Linked DNA regions of Gossypium hirsutum: region 1 is linked to region 2. Evidence: chromatin contacts called from public Hi-C data. All regions are on one chromosome and are shown on one strand. Each heading gives the region's core, a stretch centred on a gene start, on an enhancer-like site or on the middle of the called end of the contact. The rest is flanking DNA. Distances are from core to core; before and after follow the strand shown. Region 1 holds the start of LOC107949236 (GDSL esterase/lipase At1g54790). Region 2 has its middle 17 kb from the start of LOC107913069.

Region 1 (4,624 bases), core at 963-3,462, 82 kb after region 2:
GGGTTCAGATTAAACTTGATAGGTCTAGTTTCCATTTTAATTCAATATTGATCTAATCATTACGGATTCAAATAATTTCAGGATTTGGTCACTTTAATTTGAGTCATTTTTGGGCTAATTGTTTGGATCATTTAGTTTTAAGTTGGTTTCAAATTAGTTTAATTTAAATTCAAGTCAATTTAGGTTCGAGATGGAAAGGTTGAAATTGTTGGTTGTTTTTTTAGGAATAAATATCAAAATTATACATGAATTTTGATTTTATATTAAAATTTTAATTAGATTTAATTTTCAAAAATCGTTGACAATATTATCAAATGAACACCATTTTTTGTTAGATATTACATACACAAACAATTATATTAATTTAATATGAAAATAAATGTATGTATTCTTTTCCTTAAATGCATATAATTAAATCAAAAATCAAAATTTTATGTATAAATTTGATAATTATCTCTTGATGAAATCGAATTTTTTGGTTTAGATCAAAATTGATGGGTCCGATTTTCATTTTACACAGATTCAGTACCGATCAAACTATAACTCTTTCAATGAACCCTTTTGGTTTTCTGCAGAACAAATTGTCTTTCTTTAAACACATTTTGCCCATAATTTCATCTATATTCTTCCCATTGTCATATGAAAACTGTGATCATAATCAATAAAAAGAGTACAAATCTAATACAAATTGATTTGGTCAGGTAAGAAATGGTGAATTCCTCAAATGAGGTGAATCAGAGTAGTTTCCTGTTAGTATTTCATCTGCAACAAATCCATTTGCAGCTTCAGTGTAATGAGTCCCATCCCAGTTTATATACTCAGCTGTATTATTACATGGATTTGCTGTCACAATGCTCCCGTTCAGATCCTTGGTTACACCACAAGCAATCCTAGTGTCGAAATTCAATGGCGGCCCACCGTAACCACAACATGCTGCTAATGGTTGCTGGAATCCTGAAAGCAAATCCGAATCGATTGGAGTAAAACATTGAAAGAAAAAAAATGATTAATGGCTTGCTTACCGTATAGAGAATAGTTTGAGATGAGGTTCAGCTTTATCGAGAAAATGTCGACATAAGTGATGTTAGCTTCAGGCGAATGTGCTAAGAACTGTAGGCACATATCGTGGAGTTTCTTGTTGAAAACGGTAGCCGCTCGGTTGTGTGAAGCAACGCAGCCGTGTTCGTCCAAGTTTGACGGTTTTTTCCCGAACGTAGCGATGATTCTCGGCAAGCATCCGAGGGGACCTGTGTTATGAACCCAGAAATTCCTTGCCCCTGCATCATATAATCTCTGACAAAAGAAAAATACAAAGCATCATAGTTATTCATCTGAACTAGAACTAGTATAATACTTTCAGTGTTGATTTAAGACAGGGCTAGAGAGAACAGAACCTTCATTCCATAGTTGAGTTCTGACATAAGCTTTGAAATGAAAGCAACAACTTGTTCATCCGATGCCGGAAAGTAGAATACGCCGTCGAGATCGTTCTGGCCGATATCAAATATGTAAAGGGCCTTGTTGAAATCATCTTCCGCAGGGAGATAATTCTGAAGCTCCTTGTCTGAAAAAAAAAACAAGAACCATTTTCAACTTGTCCCAAAAAAACATAGAAGCTTGTCCAATGATATGAACAGAGGTACCTTTAGAAAGCAATGTAAGAGCTCGATTCTTGAACCTGAAGAATTGAGATAACTGAAGATTAAAGGAAAAAGGGCTTGTTGAAGCCGCATTTGCAGGAAGAATGGTAGATCCTCCTGTAGCAAAATTGCACCCTGTTTGAAAACTAGGAGAGCCAACAGATTCCAAATATGGGTTCATGTAAGGAAGCTCCATTGCCTCCACTGCCAAAAAATAAAAAATAAAATCAGAAACTTAATGTGGATCATATGAATGCAATGGAAGGAAATGGAGGTACTTAGAAAATCAATGATCAAGCGACCATCACAGAATCTGCCAGAGGGTTCATGGAAGTAAGTTTCCCCATTAAATTGTGTCATGGGAAAAGCTTTTCCGGCAACTAATCCACCCGTGTCGGAATTCGAGTCACCGAAGTTGAACACCGCCGGATAATTTAAACTCAAGGGGATAACAGTAGGCCAAAAGGAACAAAGGAAAGCTAGTTTTAAAAGGGAATGAAGAATATACAGAAGAGCCATGGAAATGGGGGGAGCAGTGACAAAATCTTTGGCAAAAGCAAACAATAGTCTTGATTTCCTTATACTGGCAGGACACGTGATTATAAAAAGGTTGGTAGGATGTAGATTTCTTGTAGTTGAATTAAAGTGAAAATTAAATGAAGGGTCAATTTTATTTAACCTCAAGTTTCAACTCCGACAACACTAGTTTATTAAAACACTTCATGGCTAATATGTAATGCTAGGATGTCTTATATGCCCGAAGTTAATCCGTGAACAAAGGATTTGGACATATATTATCTCTGTTAAACAAAACAAAACACCTTTCCTGCTTCTCTCTTCCTTCCATGTTTTTATTATCATATTTAGTGGTAAGTTAAAAGTTTTAATCCTCCTGTTTCGAATTTCAAGTTAATCAAATCGAATCAACTCGAATAAGTAATTTTACAACTTGATAATTCGAATAACTTAAATAACAAATTAATGAAAATATCCCCAGAGTCCTTGACAATTTCAAAAATATGCAAATTGATTCCTCTAAAAAATACTAAAAATTCAAAATAATATTCAGAAAATCCAAAATGTTTGTAAAATATTTCTTTCCAAAAATTTTATAAATAAGTATTAAAAATACTAAAAATCTTTTAAAAATATAAAAATACTAAATTATATATATTTTTGCATTAAACAAGTAAATTATCAAATCAAGTTTATCATACTAATTATCTTGTTTTCTTCTTTTATTTTGTTTTAAAAGAATTTTGAAATACACATTATATTTATGTTCTTTAACTTGGAATTTAGTCATATGGTCGACAAGATTTCAATATGGTCGGTTTAATTTTTTTAATTTAACTCGAACAAATTTATTTGATTCAAATCACATTTTACTAGATTTAATTCGAAAGAAATTCAAATCAAGTTAAGATGATAAAATAGAATTCATAAATTCAAATTTTTTTTACTCAACTCAACTTGATTCGGTTGGATGCTCACCCCTATGAACTTGATCCAAATGTTTGGAGAAGAATTTGGTAAAATGCTTAAGAGGGTCATTATATATAGTTATATTAATTTCATTTAGTAATTTTAAAAAAAGATCCTTGTTTTTATCAAACTTTTCATGCAAGAAGTACAGTTTCAGCCTTAAAGTTGGCTCTTACAGGATTTACTCACAAAGGAACAGAGAGATTTAAGTTAGGGAGAAATGATGGGAGAAGGGGAGATTACCCCAAAGAAAGAACAACAGCTAAAATGTAAGCTAAGTCTAGAACTGTACTTGTTTAATTAAAGGAAACGAGCTACAATGACAAAATTGCATCTTTTATACAATATATGAAGGTGTTTTTTTACTTGACCAGCTAGCAATATATTTAGATGAGGATTTGAGCTGAGTTTGGAACCCAAGAGTAAAATTATAAGGCCACAGTCCATGCTGTATGGATAGCTGATGCAGTGCTTCAAGGCCCAAAATGAGAGCTCGAGTAAGCGGCCATTACTGGCTAACCAACGAAACTCAATTGCTACTAAAATAAGTAATTGAATAGTCGGCTCTCCGCTCCATCAAGTTTTCTTTTTCATCGCATCTAAGCCAAACCCAGAAACCCCTCCCCTCTCCTTCTACGCAGAGGAATCAAAATCATGGTATTCTTCTTTTTGGGGCCTCCCAAACCTTCATATGACATATGTTTGTTCTCATTCAATTGAGTTCGTAACTGTGTTCTTCTATTCGTTCTCCAATGGGCGTCCTTTTGATTTATTATTTCTTTTTTTATTATGATTGGTGCAGTTGTTCTTTTCGTATTTCAAAGACTTGGTGGGAAGAGAAGTGACGGTGGAGCTGAAGAACGATTTGGCTATCAGAGGAACCCTTCATTCCGTTGATCAATACCTCAATATCAAGCTCGAGAATACTAGGGTTGTCGATCAAGACAAGTATCCTCACATGGTATTCCCCTTTTCCTTTCCTTTTCTTTTTTTCATGGGTATTTATGAACGAATTACTTAGCTTGTCTAACAAAAGCTAGGGTTTCTTTTTCCTTTCTTTTCATTTTAGTCGTTACTTGGAAGAAATGATTTGGGTATTCTACGTTCCTACTTTTCTTTCGCCCCAATCTGCCTTTTTCTTCTTCTTCTTCTTCTTTTTAAACAGGGGGCATGATTGAAGCTGAATTCAGGGTTTATTCGGTTTCTTGTATGCCCTGCCTTCCCTTTCTGATTGTTTATTTGAATTTTATTTTGTATCTGATTTTGTACTGAATATCTACCACTTTAATTCGTTCCAATGTAGCTGCTTCATGAATTCTCTGTTAACTAGTTAGTAGTTCACGTTGTTTTAATCCTCCAATAGTATAGAAACGATGAGCCTAAAAAAGATTTCTGTTCTTCTGTTATCAGCAATTGTTCTTTTTTTCTATTCTGCTTTGCATAAACGGTATTTCTCTGCCCTGTTGTCAGTGAAAGTTTACTTCTAGGGTTTATCTGTA
Region 2 (4,383 bases), core at 422-2,921:
GTCTTTTTTTTTTCACAAAAAAAACCTATATAAAATAACCTAAAAACTTTAAACCTTGATTTGACCCAATTCAACTAATCCAAAACCAACGCACTCGCTTGATTACAAGGTTTAAATCCAAAGCTGCTTCTTCTTCTTCTTCTCATCATCATCTTAAACCCCAAGCTGGTTTGTAAGAGCAGAGGCAGACGGTCTTGAGGGATGAGGGGGACTTGGGCCACCCAAATTTTTTGAAAAATTTCGATTGATCATCAATTATTTTTGAAATTTTTAAAAAAAATTTAATTAGTTACTTCAATTTTTTTGTCGATTTTCATCAGACTTCGAAAAAATGTGAAAGTTTTAGTTAGATCTAAAAAGAAAAAATTCACATTAAATACCCCAAAATTTAGTTAAACCCCCTCAAAAAATCTTAACGTTAAGATCCAGACAGTTGGATGAACAATATGATAAAACTAAACAAAAGTAGGTGAAAAAGAGAGAAAAAAAGTTTGAAACACAAGGCCAAAGGGAATAAATTAAATTTGGCAGTAAACGTACGACATATGATAAAGAATATAAGTAAATACATTTGATAAAAAATATTAAATGCTTTCTAGTAATTTCTATCATGTTTCTATTAAAATTGAAAAATAGTAAAAAAATTCTAAAAATTTAAGTTAAACCCCTCAAAAAATCTCAACGCCGTGATCCGCCACCGACATTGGATGAGCAATATGACAAAAATAAACAAAAGAACATGAAGAAATAAATTAAAAATGGCAGATAGAAATTTCCATAAAAAAGAAAAAAAAAAAAAGGGCGTGGGACAAAGGAGCTTTTAACAAATAAAAGAAAGGCAAGTGCTTGGGTTTGATAAAGATAGTTGTCTAATGCGTACCATGCATATGTAATATTGCCAATGTGAGTTAACAGTACATTATAAAGTTTGTAGCTTCCATGAAAATAGCACGTCAATTGGACTTCAACTGTCTGCCTATGTACGAAACCTCAATTCTATCACATCACATTACCCACTTTTACATGTATGAGTTTATTTTATTATACAAAATTAAATAATTTTATATTTTTAGATTAACCATGTCTAGTGAGATTAAAAAGAGTGAGAGAGAGTTTTTCAGAAATCTCAATATACACAAATCTTCAACAAATTTCATATTTACGGTGTTTGTGGCTTATTAGAAGTTCTCTAAATGTAAAGATCCTACATCAGAGGTTCGATCTTTATTATTTTGTTGCTTCCTTATATGACTTATGATCTTGGGACTATTGTTGAAAAAATTAGTGTTGGAATTCATGATTATTTATTTATTCGGATCTTACATTAGATTCATTTTAATAAAATAATAATTCGATATAATTTTAATAATTTCATAAACAGTAATTTAAACTTCTTTTTCTATTTTCTTTTTATTGGTAGAGTTGGCTTTTAATTATTATGGGAAAAGATTGTATGAAACAGTGACGCCACATCATATGTATTTTTAAAAAAAAAAATTAAATCCAAATTAAAATCTTAAAATTCGTAGTAAAATTACTGATGTGGCATAAAACTATTGATTCTAGTGTTGGCATTGAAACTCGAAAACACTACCATCATGATTCAGAGGCTGTGGTTTAAAAGAAGGGTTGAGCCCTGATGATGCAGTCCAGGCCTACATAGAGTTAGAGATTTGGACAAGATAATAAATGGCTGCCACAAAAATCCAAGAATGTTGTTCTGTATATACCCTTTGGCCCATTCTCTGTCTTAATGCATTTTTTTTATATAATTTTAGTATTTCTGTTATAATTTCAATCATTTTTAGTTTCTCATGTATATTTTCAATCATGTGGCTGCTTTATTATAAAAAAGAATGGTTGTCCAGTTGTACAAAAAATGTTATGGTCTGGTGACCTTTTGTTTTTTTGTTTTTATTTAAAAAAAACATCTAAAATTATTTTGGGAACTTGAATTTTAGAGTTTCAAATAATCTATTTAAAAATAAATGATTATTTATTAATGAATTTAAAATTCTAAAAATATTATTGGATTTGACAAATTTAGGTTTTTATGCTAAATTTCAATTAATTTGTTCATAATCTATGAATTTCATTCTTACCATTTACATAATAATGAAATAGAAATACAGATTTCCAAATTCATGTTCCAAACGGTGCAGAATGGAATTCACATTTTGGAAAATTGATGGATTAAAAACGATGAGATTATAGTAGAAGGATTAAGTCTGCTAAAAATGCATAATACGAGGAGCTTCTATACAAATTTATCTTCATTTGGTCCCTTATGTTTTCCATCCCAGTACAAAATCATAATCAAAGCTAAAAGAAGAAAGCACGAGTATAATTATTAAACCAATGAGAAGTAGAATAGACAAGGCGATGGGGATGTATATACTGAGTGAGAAACATACATACAACAATAACAATGAGATAGAATCATAGAAAGAGACCATTGTTACACACATGAATCAACTGAATTAAGGCACACACAAAACAATATAATCAATGTTTATTTATCATACCTTTTTAGTTGGTACATATATAGGATAGAATCTCCACCTTGTTCATGTCAAATTTGAATCACTTGAAGAAAGACTCACTTCTATCCTTGCTGCTCAAGGTGCTCTTGATCTTCCTTTTAGTCTGTTTTATGTAATCCGAGAAGTGATGATCCTTTCGACCACTACCATGTCCATGTCCACCCACTTTCTGGGAAATCTCACCGTTGTCCGGCTCCGGTGACGTGATCTTCCGCCTTGTTTCATGGATAAATTTAGCAAATATATCATCGTGGTTTTGGACTTGGCTTTTCCCATTACCCTTTGCTACACTAGGCTTCAACTTACTTCCTCCCAGCTGATGAGCATTACCAACTGAAGCAACTGGTTTTGGTTTCTCGGTTGGTGGGGCGGTGGCATAGTCGAACTTGATGGGAACTTCCGATCCTTGTTTACTCGAAGGTTTGGGTGGCTGTGGTGAATTTCGAGCTGTTGAAGATGGTGTTTGTTGGCGGTTGGAGATGCGACGAATTGTAGTGAAAGCAGGACCCAAAGTGATTGACCTAAAGATCTTCTCAAACACAACTTTGGGGCAACTGCTTTGATTCTTTTCCATTGATATGATACGAAATGGACAAGTGTTTTTACTAGGGTTTTTTTGGTGATGGAATGGCAAGAGATGCTTGTTTAAGATAGCTGAGCAAACACAGCAGTTTTATACTTGGCCGAAAGCTTAATAAATTCACTTAGGAAAGTGGGAAAGAATTATCATATTATTTTAAAACCAGGTAGCGTATAATATTATATCAATTGCCGTGTATCATGTGCAAAACAAAGCTAGGCTTAATGTGTTAAAATTGAAGAATTTAGACGGCAAGTTTAGGTTATGATTCTTAATTAATAATGCCTCATGTTAAAAAGGGATCACTTTTGTCATATTTTTCAAACTGATGCCATAGATCAAGATTCCAGGATCAAATTCCCTTCTTTTTCCCTATCCCCATAAACCAGAATCTAAACCAAAAAGCACAGCTTACAAAGTGCAAATCATTTCTCTCTCTTTTCTTTTTTTGACAAACCAATACATTCATAGATGTTCTTCATGATGAAAGGGAGAGAAAAGGAAGCAAAAGTTTGATGACTTTGGTGGTGATGAGAAATATAAAGGGTATCAGATTCAGTATCTGGGTTTTGAAAATTATGAACTTGTGAAAGTAAAAAAAGAAAAATCAGTAAAAAAAATTTGTCCTTTGAAAAAGGTGAACATGCCGAGTTACTTAAGATGAATGGACATCGAAACTTCCTTAAATGTTGAGTTTTATTATTGTTAAGTGTCAATGTTACTATTGGGTTCCAGACCAGACAGCCTTTGGTTTTGTTTATAATCTTAATTTCTTCAATAATATTCGTTTCACAAGTAAGGCATATGATAGAACCTGGATGTGTATTGGTGTTTGGTTAAAGACCACCTCTTTCAACTCTATTTATATAATATAATCAGAGTTTTGTTTCTAGACATCCCACTTTTAAATTTTAATCAATGAAAACTTGGCATGTTTTTCTCCCCCAATCGTACAATGATGCTTATAAAATATCATTGCATGAGCTTCTATGCCATTAATAAATTTGAATTTTAAATCATTTTTCTTTAAATTGATGAACCGAACTGACAATTGAAAATCAAAATCTGTCAACAATCCAAAAGTTGAGAAAATGGATTGAACCAATATGACAAAAACACCTTCTTGATGCCTTTTTTTGTGGCAAGTTGGGTTGAGGAGTGATGTGCAAATACACCAAGAAAAAAATAACATTTAAGTCGGTGTTTGAATAGCAAAGAGAAAATAAGGTAGAAGATGATAATGGTAGAATAAAAGTACGG

The links. A called contact is a pair of places that touch in the nucleus more often than the background predicts.
Region 1: a Hi-C map of leaf shows a contact between it and region 2, with 6 times the contacts expected there. The contact joins the promoter of LOC107949236 here to the enhancer-like site in region 2. A contact is called at or near these places in 13 of 34 Hi-C or Micro-C datasets (anther, callus, hypocotyl and 3 more).

The regions. Positions count from the first base shown.
Region 1 is chrD08:11,099,017-11,103,640 of Gossypium_hirsutum_v2.1, forward strand. It overlaps LOC107949236 (GDSL esterase/lipase At1g54790), which reads right to left and starts at 2,213. Exons shown (of 5, transcript XM_016883981.2): 1 at 1,919-2,213; 2 at 1,644-1,844; 3 at 1,395-1,564; 4 at 1,023-1,293; 5 at 639-954. The coding sequence starts at 2,159. The coding sequence ends at 698. It overlaps LOC107949227 (sm-like protein LSM2), which reads left to right and starts at 3,547. Exons shown (of 3, transcript XM_016883974.2): 1 at 3,547-3,782; 2 at 3,928-4,086. The coding sequence starts at 3,780.
Region 2 is chrD08:11,017,375-11,021,757 of Gossypium_hirsutum_v2.1, forward strand. No RefSeq gene overlaps it. Among protein-coding and RNA genes, the nearest start is that of LOC107913069, 17 kb to the left of the region's middle. Within about 2 kb of position 1,672, at least 2 of the 9 cell types and tissues checked have an H3K27ac peak or open chromatin away from gene starts, as enhancers often do. A contact at or near this core is called in hypocotyl and leaf, where this site is marked.